Linked DNA regions of Muntiacus reevesi: region 2 is linked to region 1. The links are chromatin contacts, called in public Hi-C maps. All regions are on one chromosome and are shown on one strand. Each heading gives the region's core, a stretch centred on a gene start, on an enhancer-like site or on the middle of the called end of the contact. The rest is flanking DNA. Distances are from core to core; before and after follow the strand shown.

What was found. A called contact is a pair of places that touch in the nucleus more often than the background predicts.
Region 2: a Hi-C map of muscle shows a contact between it and region 1, with 6 times the contacts expected there. The contact joins the promoter of PGM2L1 here to the promoter of POLD3 in region 1. A contact is called at or near these places in 2 of 3 Hi-C or Micro-C datasets (blood and muscle).

Annotation. Positions count from the first base shown.
Region 1 is chr9:37,449,651-37,454,946 of mMunRee1.1, forward strand. POLD3 (DNA polymerase delta 3, accessory subunit) reads right to left here and starts at 2,727. Exons shown (of 12, transcript XM_065945193.1): 1 at 2,578-2,727; 2 at 1,020-1,075. The coding sequence starts at 2,637.
Region 2 is chr9:37,591,427-37,596,962 of mMunRee1.1, forward strand. It overlaps PGM2L1 (phosphoglucomutase 2 like 1), which reads left to right and starts at 2,391. Exons shown (of 14, transcript XM_065944454.1): 1 at 2,391-2,782. The coding sequence starts at 2,672.

The DNA of each region.
Region 1 (5,296 bases), core at 1,477-3,976:
CAGGAGCCCCCTGAAGCGCGTGTTCTCGTGTGGCCTGAGTGCAAGCACCTGAGAGCAGGTGGACACATGTACGTACACGAGACAGGAACACGAAGCTGGGGCTTTCCATTACAAATAAAGACTGAATTCCTCGTTGCAATGTTTATCATGAATGTAAGATTTTTCTCCCTGCTTCTGGCATTAAGAATAAAAAAACTGTGATTTACCATAAAATAAACTTCTGTATCTCTCAAACAGCAAGCCAAATCAACCCATTCTAGAGATCAAGGATTTTTCTAAGACTCACAGAATGTTTCTATGATTCAAAGAATAGGGAAAAATCAGACCACCATCAGGAATAAAGCAAATGAAATGAGTATTTAACTCAATATATGTGCTCTCAGTCTATTCACCAATTCTTACTCACTGGACATTTGCAGGTGAAGAAATCCTGCCTTTTCCATTTTGATTCCAAGTTGGACTACAACTTTCAGCAAGGAAGGTAATAGGGCAAAATTCAAGAAGGGTAATACTCGGTGTCATCCTAAACCCTCCCTTTTTAGTTTCTCTTAAGTGTTCTCCCCTGTCTTATACTGTTATACAGCCTGCGTCAAACACCTGTTGACCTCATTATGGAAGTACTTCAATAACACCCAGAGACCTAAGAAGCACATGTGAAAACGCAAAGAAGACGTTTGAGATAACAGACATAGAAATCTGAGATGTAAACAGAACTGGCTAGCCCATTTAATAAAATTTTTGAAATAACAGTGATTAACCAGAAGGCAAGGCTACAAATAAATCCAATAAACATATCACCACACACTTGTATACAAATCCACCCATCTCTTAACTAATAGACAAAAGCAGTAAAAGGCAATAGAAACACTACGCTTTCCCATTTCCCTGGGTGGGGGGTGGGGGGGGAGCGGCGTTCTAATCAAGAGACTCTCTGTAAAGCTAACAACAAAGTAAAAGAAAACAAACAAGCAAAACAAAAAGTTCCAATCTGATTAAAGTTAGTAATAAATTGTACTTACTGTTTGGCCTGATTAACATGAACTCCTAGTGTATAGCTCAGCCATTTGTATGTCACCTACAAGAAGGAGTTTTTTAAAAAGGTTTATTAGATGACTGCAGAGCGCAGGTCAGCCCAAAGGACTCCTAAAGATTCTGAGGCAATTATGCCTTATAAATTACATTAAATGCCACCCCAGTTTTGCCAAGAAACATCCATCTGGGCAGGTAGGACTCAGACATTTATTTTACAAAGAAGTCTGCATCATAGATTAATGCAAGAATCTAAAAAGGTTGAATATACACAGGAAAAGCTCTCAATTTCCTTACACTCCCTGTTTCACCCTGGTCCTTCTTTCCACATTTCTCTCCTTTTATGGGGCCATCACCAAAAATCATCCTCAAACTCACTCAGAAACTTAAGTTACTTTGGAGTGTACAACTCAGAAACTTCTGAAGAAAGTTGCAGCCACATAAATATTAAAAGGCACAGATGGTGCAGGGGTCAGGGAATGAGTGAAGTGGATAAATACTCTATCAGAGGTTAGATTGGGAATTACTGGCATCAAGCTTTGCTCTTCCTCCCATCCTTCCTTCAACTGTCATTTGCCACTTCCTTGTAACCTGTCACCCTCCCCTCAAAGTCTTTCAATTCTAAACGCTGAGTTTCCAGTAACTAGAAGACTGAGCATAGGCTGGGCAAAGGCAGTGTGATGTAGAGGAAAGCACTAGCAGAACACAGTCTGGAAAACTGATTATCCCTTGTGTGTGTTAGGCTCTCAGTCGTGTCCTACCCTCTGTGACCCTATGGACTATAGCCCAGCAGGCTCCTCTGTCCATGGAATTCTCCAGGCAAAAATACTGGAGTGGGTTGCCGTTCCCTTCTCCCAGGAGATCTTCCCAACCCAAGCATCAAACCTAGGTCTCCTGCAGACGGATTATCCCTTACTAACCACAAGTTATTTGGCCTCTCTGCTCCAACTACCTTTTCTAAGGCTACTTCCACCGACCTCTATGCTTCACTGTAAAAAGTACACGCAATAACGTGTACCCAAAGTTCACAGTGGGCTCTCAATCATCACGATTTGAGAAACGCTCTCACATCCATCGTCTCACTTGATCTTTACTTCAACCCTGTGAGGGAGGTCAAGCCTGAATCAATAACAAACTTCCAGGAAAACGAAACCAACTGACGGTCAGATTAAACAACTTGTTACTTAACTCGGTCAAAACACAATTTCCTCAACTGTAAACTTGAGACTTCAAACGCCAACCACCTTGCAGGAAACGTGTGAAGAAGACGCCTTAGAAACATCAATCAAGGCTCCTCCCTCCCCGCCCGACCTCCGTGGCCCTTGGTCTGCGCAGAGCCCAGGACGCCCACCCGAGGAACCTGGATCTGCCGGCGGGGCAGAAGTCCTCCCCGGCGAGTCCTCGCTCTGCCTGGGGCACCAGGAATGGGGACCGTCTCCACTGGACCAGCCCCATGCAACCACACGCAGAGGGATCAAGGCCCCTGCCGCCCTCACTGGGCCCAAAACCCCAGTCGCACGCCCGCATTCCCCAGTCCTAGCTCCTCACGATCTTGTTCTGGTCCGTGACGAACTCGTCTATATTTTCCAGATAAAACTGGTCCGCCATGGTGCCGCGGCGCTGTGCCCCGCCGCAGCTGAGCTCCCCTAGCCGCCACAACCGCAGCTCCCGCCGGCGGGAAACGTCTTTTCTCCCTCCCAGGTCCCGGGTCGTTTCCCACGGCAACGAAGGCGACGCGCTACGGCGGCCGCTAGAGGGTCAAACTAGTCTCGGAGACGGCGCAGGCTGAAGTAGGTGGAGCTAATAGGAACTGACGGAAGTGAGGAACGAGGAGCGCAGGCGTGGTCTGGAACGGCTGCCTGTAGAACCCTAGTGTCGAATCCAGGCTCTGCCAGTTCGTGGCTGACGCACCGCAAAATACCTCACCTCTCTAGGGACCGTGGTCTTTCCACCCGTAAACTGATAAAATAATCCTTGCCCTGTCACACATTTAGTCAATGAATATTAACTAGGTACCTCGTCTGTTTCCAGCCACTTCCTAGGCACTGGGACACAGCAGTGAACAATAAAGACAGAAGTAACTATTTTAGTAAAGTCCTGCCAGCTGGGATAAGTACTGCCTGTTATAATCTCTCAGAATTGAGAAATTAGGGGAAGTTTTTCCAGAATGGATGAGAGAGGGAGTGTTTGTTGCTGGGAAGAGAAGTTTTCATTATAGTTGAAATGGGAGAAAAGGACACGAAGAGAGATGAGACGAACGAAGAAGTCAAACTATGCGGTGCCTACAAGATTGCGTGAAGGGGCACGTGAACTTTATTCTCAAGAATTGGGGAATTTCAAATAAAATTTCTCCTAATATCAGCTAAAAAAAAAAATCCTTCCTTTAAACTGTGTATTTCAGTAGGGCAGCACCGTGAATAATGGAGCTGGCACTAGAGTCAGACCCTGGATTTGAATCCTGGTTTTGATATTTGGTGTGTGAACTTAGGCAAATTGCTTAATCACTGCAAGCCTGTTTCCCCATCTATAAGATGGATATAGTAATAGCATCACTTCAAATGTTTGTTGCAACATGCATTCATTCAGGATATGGTTAGCAAAAGCCTAGTAGGGGCCAAGCATTGCTCTACACATAACAGCTGTGATCAATAACACAGGGAGCCTGCCCAAATGTAGCTTACAAATAGTATCATTTGTACTAGAAGTTGAGAACCCAGTAACTTGGTTCCCTTTTGTTTGTGAGTCAGGAAAACCCGCTAATGAGTTAGATGAGTGGAGAATGAGAAAGACAGTAATAAAAATTGCCTAGACTTGGAACCTAAATCAATGTGAATAGTGATGTCTTTGACTGTGAGATATGAAGATAGAGAAAGTGCAGATGAGAAAATTAAAGAATTTTATTTGGCCAGAGTTATAAACCAGATAATATATACATAACCCTTGTACCATACCTGCATACAATGAAATCAACAGTTAGTATCTGTACTTGGGATTGGCAGGCTTCCCTGGTGGCTCAGATGGTAAAGAATCCACCTTCAATGTGGGAAACCTGGGTTAGATCCCTGGGTAGGAAGATCCCCTGGAGAATGGAATGTCTACCCACTCTAGTACCCTTGTCTGGAGAATTCCATGGACAGAGGAGCCTGCTGGGCAGTCCATGGGGTCACAAAGAGCCAGACACAACTGAGCAACTAACACACACACTTACACTGGTGACATTGCTTTTGCTGGTAGCTCAGATGGTACAGAATCTGTCTGCAGTGACAGAGACCCAGGTTCAATCCCTGCGTTGGGAAGATCCCCTGGAGAAGGAAATGGCAACCCACTCCAATATTCTTATCTGGGAAATCCCATGGACAGAGAATCCTGGAACTGAGTGACTAACACACTCTCTGGTGACATTGGGCAGTGGAGTGAAAGAGGCACCAAAGCCAGATTTCAGTGATTCAAGAAGTGAGGAAGAATGAGAAAAGGAGCTGAAGATAGAGCATAGAGACAACTCTGGCTAATTAACTCTGTGAAATAGGAGAGTGGGGTGAGAATCATGACTTTCACAACAAGTCTGCCTAAGCAACAGGGGTGGGAGATGGTGGTGGGTGTTTGTCTGGGAAGGAAGGATGATAGGCCTTCTGGAGTTTTTTCTATGTAGAAGATCCTCAGTCAGGATTCCCTCTGAAACTGCAAGCCTGAATCTGCAGGAGGAGAGCATGTGACACATCCTCAATTCCCATTGAATGGAAATTTTTCCAAAGGCCTTTTTCCCCCTGAATTCCCAGCACCCAGCGTGGCCATTGCTGGCAGAGCGTAGGCCCTTAACAAATATTTGTTGACTGATAACTAAATGGCAGAAGATGGATGGATGAATGGAATTGAATTAAACGTTGTTCTGCTCTATAATCCCTTTTGTTGGTTTTCAGAACATTGTTTGTGGAAGGTATTGTCTTTCCTCTCCAGCCCCCTCTGAAACGGTTACATAGTCTGTTAGCAGGGGGAGCATTATTGGTAAGTTAACTGGGGAGATGCAGCTGCCTTCAAAGTCCCAGTGATCAGAAATAGGGGACAAGGGGTGACCTTTTGTGGACAAAAGTTAGGACCAAGCCCAGATCCTAAACAGGCTTGAGACTTGCAAAGAACACTGCTGCTGGAGACCCCAAAGGGAGGCGCCATGCATTCCTATGTGTACAGTCTTTAGAGACAGGATTTTATCTAGTAAACACTCCATATACTTTGGGTTGACTAATTTGAAGCATCTTACCTTTCAGTATTT
Region 2 (5,536 bases), core at 1,141-3,640, 140 kb after region 1:
GTCCTCTTGGTTACCCTTCAAATCCTAAGCAACAAGTTGGAGATGTTGGGCAAAGTTTCTGGTAACTAGTTTATGTCTGTCATGATCTTGCTGATAATAATGGGGACTAGTTGAGTCTGGTATTGAATTAAAACTTGTATTTCTCCCATCCTTTATACTTGCCCTATACAGTTTCACCTCTTCAAAGTTCTGTTGACTCAGTAGTGTTTCTCAGAATTGAATTAGGGTTGTCTTACATAAACCACTGTTTAATCACATTTAATATATATACAAATCATCATTGGATCTTGTTAAAATGCTGATTCTGATTCAATAGAATTGGGATGGGGCTTGAAATTTTTTATTTCTTATTAAACTCCCAGAGGACCAACAGACTGGTCCTCCTATCACACTCTGAGTAGCAAGATTATGAACACTTATGTCACAATCAATAGGTATTTGTTAAATATGCAAGTACCTAGGCCCTATCCCAATGTACTGATTCAGAGTCTCTGGGGCACTGTCCCAGAGGACAAACTCCTAGGGAGACCCTGCCCTCTACCGTTTTCTCTACTTATTAATTTTTTGTCCTTTAAAGCCCATTGCTAGTCCCTTCTGCCACTTGATGCTCTTACCGACTACCTCACACTCTTAAGTTCTTAACAGTTGTCTGCGGCAAGCACTTGCTGTTTATCATGAGCTCTTTTCTTGTATACATATGGTCTTCCCAGACAGATTTCATTCTTTTCATTTTTTTATTTTTTGCAATGAACAATTTTATTATATACTTTCTCTTAGCCTCAGCCCCTAGCATAAAACTTCACAGAGAGTACATGTTTACTTAACATTCATCACAGACAATAATAGTGATGATAGTGAATGATGAATTTTTCTCCAGGACTCATGTGTATTTCCCAGGCCTAGTGTGAATAAAAGAACCTGCTGATTCTGTAAAGGAAATACTTAACTGACTAGCAAAAACTGTAATTCCCAACTATGGCACACTATTTTTCAGGGATGGGTACTACAATCTTTCTATACCTTGGTATTTGGGATTTTATTATGGTAAATGGCATTTTTAAAGGAAAGTAATTCTTTGAATTTATTATATCTTTTATCTGTGAACCTCCAAGTACTTTAAAGCCATTTAAGTTACTGCAGCCAAGGTGTAAATACTATTACACTCTCCTTGCAAAAAACTGACGAAAGAAAGAGTCACTTGGTTAAAATCCTAGAGCCACTGTTTAAGAAGCTACACCAAGAGACTCAGGAGCAGCTGTGTATGACAGGCAAGCACTTGTCAGCATCTCCCACACCTGTTCTGTGACTTGAAAGGTGAACATTCTGTAGAAGAGAGGAGGGCAAAACAAAGAGAAATTTAAGACTATTTCTTTTCAGTCTTTCTTCTTGCTCCATATTCCTATTGCCAGTGCTTTTTGCACGCTAACGCTAATTCATTCTTGTGTTATGGTTAAATGCTGACACATCTTCCCTCTTTCACAACTTGGTTGCTTCCCCGCCCCCCCCCCTCCCCAGTTATCTTGTTCTCCCTACCTCCTAGTCCACTGTAGCAGCAGAGCAAAATGATCTGCCACCTGAGACTTGAAATGAGGTTGGATTGCTCGTTCGACTACTTTTGAATTCCGCCTCTTTGAAAAAGTCAGTTCACTCAGAGGCAGCTTCCACTTTGTGTGTAAAATGAGAATGGATCACCTCCTTTTCACTCCGTCACACGATGGTTTAGACGACAGAAGGCGATTCGTAAACTGTAAAGCACTGAATAGATATCAGCTGTACCCTTCCTGCACCTGCCCGTGTTTAATCTAATTGAAGCCCAGGGACACAACTGCAGTGGACCTAACGCGGACTGGGCGTTTCTATAGGGAACAGCCTAGAGGTGTAGCTTTTTTCCTTTGAGAAAACGCAGGGCAAGGAGCTGCTGGGAGTTGTAGTCTGCGGTGGTCTTTACACGCCTCTAGGGGGAGAGAAAAAAAAAGAACTACAACTCCCGTGAGGCCATGCGGGGACAGCCCTCGCACTCTCCCGCCAGGCGCGCTCCCCAAGACGAAGCAGGAGGGGCCCTTCGCGCGCCATGGGCATTCACAAAAAAAACGACGGGCGCTCAGAGTGGTGGACATGGCGTCTGGTGCAGAAAAGGAGACGCGTGGGGGTGGGTGGGGATTGTAACAAGAATAAGACATGTGGAAAAAGGCAAATTAAGAAATAAAATGGTCCTGCCCCTATTCCTCACCCCGCAGCAGGGTACTAACTCGCGCCGCTGGGAAGGCGTCGGGAGCGCGCTTCCCGGCTCGCGCCTCGAGTCCCGGGAGCTTAAATCGGCTGGGAAGGGGCGGGGCCAGAGGCGCGAGGGCGGGGCCTATAGCTGAGAGGGCGGCGGTAGCGGCGGCGGCCACAACCCAGACATCTGGGACTGTTGTTCTCTCGAGGTGGGACCGCCTCAGTCCGTTCGCCCAGAGAGACCAGGAGCTCGTCTAGTGGGAAGTAGGCGGCCGCGTCCCTCCTCTCTCCTGTTTCCTCAAAGCTGCGGCAGGACCTGGCACAAAAGTCCTGCGGTTGGTCTCCGATGCCTTTCAGTGAGGAGGGGGCGTCGAGATCCCGGTGAGCGCACGTCAAGCTCCTCCAGCTCTGTGTCTTGGCTGGATCCCCAGTCACGCACCCCAGACTGGCTGCCATGACTGAAAACGCAGAGGGGGACCTGAACTCCAACCTGCTCCACGCCCCTTATCACACTGGGGACCCTCAGCTAGACACAGCCATCGGGCAGTGGCTCCGTTGGGATAAGGTGGGTACCTGGTCGGCAGGGCATCCTCCCGCTCCTCCTGCACGTCCTCCCACACGGTGTACGCCCTTGCCCGTCCCCACCCGGTGCTCGGCAGGCTGTTGGGGGAGATGGCTCAGGCCAGGCGGCGGGAGCTAGCGGAGCTGGGCGTTGCCACCCACCTCTGCCTGGGCTGCCTCCCTGGGGCCATCTGAGCTGGGCAAGGCGAGAAATTACTACCTTCCTTCCTCCCCCCGTCCCGCCCCCCTTCAAGTGTATGTCGTGTCTCTTTTCTCAAAAAAAAAAATTATCTTCATCATCATCATTGTAAGTTATACCCTTAATAGAGAGATTTCCTTTCCCCTTTCTTCTCCCTTGACTTCCTTCTCTGCAAATCTGAAAGTGGGTGTTTTTTGTTGTTTTTTTTTTCCACCTTCTGGGACGATATCTAACCACTATCTGCTTTAGCGCTGGTCTGGTGTGTTTCTAGCTTACGTCGCTAGGTAGTCGCTGGTCTTTTATCGCTCCCGCTCCCGTGTATTCTCTAATACCACCTTTTGCTCTTGAGAAAGATAAGGGTTCTCTTTTTTCCGCTGGCCAGAAGTTATTTTCTGAAGGTGTCCTCTTCCAAAAATCACGTTTTCCAGGTTTCATGCGATGATACAGACTTGTATCCATTCCTCCTCTGTTCCCCGACCCGTACTCTCTCCAAATTGTTGCGGTGTTTTCATCTTACGGAGGCATATGGCATGGATATATGAGAGCTAGTATTAAAATGCAGCCATCTCACTTGTAAAAGAGGCCCTTAGCTCCAATAGAGGAAAATTATCCAAGCTTTTGCTTTGTCGAGTATATTAAATGCGTTTGTTGAAGTAGAGACGGCAACGTATTTTAAATAGAATTAATAATACTGAATTAAAGAATTAATGTGGTCATATGTGAAATCATGTTATTCAGCTTCCTAAAGGATTATTAGCCTTCTGAAAAAGTTTTATTTTCACTTTGTTCAGTCATTCATGCATTCAGCAAAAAATATCGATTGAGCATTGGGTAATGTTTCAGGGCCTGTTGGGTCCAGGGTACGCTAGTGGTGAGGAGGCTAGAAAGGGTTCCTACCCTCAAAAATAAGTCAGCAAATAAGGAAGACCAGCAAATATGCAATTACTTGTTTAAGTATTACGTGGTCATATGTATCTTGGACATTCTAATTCTTCCTCTGGAATCTAAACCAGTGCATTTCAAACTCTTGAAGTGCATGCAGAACACCTGGAGATCTTTAAATGCAGATTGTGATTTATGAAGCCTGGGGTGTGGTGTGAGATTCTGCTTCATAATGAACTCCCAAGTGATACCAATGCTGCTGGTCTGTGGACCACACTTTGGGTAGCAAGGCTCCAGAATGTTCTGAATGAGCTACTAGAGAGCTAACACCCTTTTTGTAGGATTTGCCCATTTATACAAAAAATACATATGTACACACACCTTTTTCAGTCATATGCAAAATCTGTGGTATCCCGTTGATTACAAGGATGTGAAAAATGTGAATAACTTTAAATCCATTTTGCCAGTTTTTATTATTGCCTGCTGTGAATATAGTTCCTTGCTGTGGAAGGATACAAAAGTGAAGATTTACAGATTACTCTTCTGTTTTTGGTTCATTAGGGAGGAGGAAGCCTAGTAGGAAAAAAAAGCTAAGGCTTAACATACTGTGAAATGATATATACTGTAAACTGACCATATATATCTCTTCAGCAGAGAAATCTAAATTACAAATGAATGTTATCTTTATAGGTTTAATATAGTTAATTGCTATTGTTTAAAGCCATCTGCTGTCAGTAAAGAAATGTGATTTTACTTGTGTCTCTGTGAAGTGAAAGGAAGATGTATGATATTCAAAGACACTTGTAGAATTTCAACACAATTTAATTTACTGATAACTATTATGTGTGTCAAAGCCTTTGGCCCTTCAACAATAGGAGTTTGTTTCATTGTCACAGGTAAAATCTTTTGTTCTGTTTAGGTGCCAATTTTGACTATACTTTTCCTAATGGATCTCTTGACTTGATTATTTTTAAAAATATCTACTGAGTGAATTAATATTATTTGTCCATGCTGTACCTAGATATTGTTGGGTATACTGAAATGTGAAAAGACTATGAAATACATATACATGTAAAAAGATAATGCTGGGATGGTGTTGGTGGCAATTTAATGGTTTACAGGCAGTCAGGTTTTATAGGAGTTTAAAAGTAAGTGACCTGTGGACTGGGATAGTCAAGGAAGACAATAAGAAGATGGGATACATATGAAAAGAATGGGGAGAGCCCTCACTGAAAGTGGAAGAGAAATTAATTTATATTTAAAGGGCCTTCTATATACAAGGTACGGACTGAAAACCTGTGGGAGACACAAAGATTAATTAGATATGGATCGTATCTTCAAAGAACATAGAAGGGAATATAAAACAAAAGCTTACAAATATAATACAGGGAGCAAGTAACAAGTGCTTTTAACAGATTTAAATAATAATTATTTAATAAAAATAATATTTACTTAACCAATCCCTCTCTCAATGGGAAAAAAGCTTTTAATTAGTAAGGAAAGATACATGAATTGTAGATTGATAGTGTAGGTAAGCTAGGCTATGGTGTCCCAGGGCACTGAAATGTGGAGTGCAGAAATGTGAAACAATAGTTTGGATTTACATCGTTTATTGCATTACATGTTGGTGATGACATGTGTGGTCTTCCAGTAGAGAAAGTGAGGTAATACCTGATT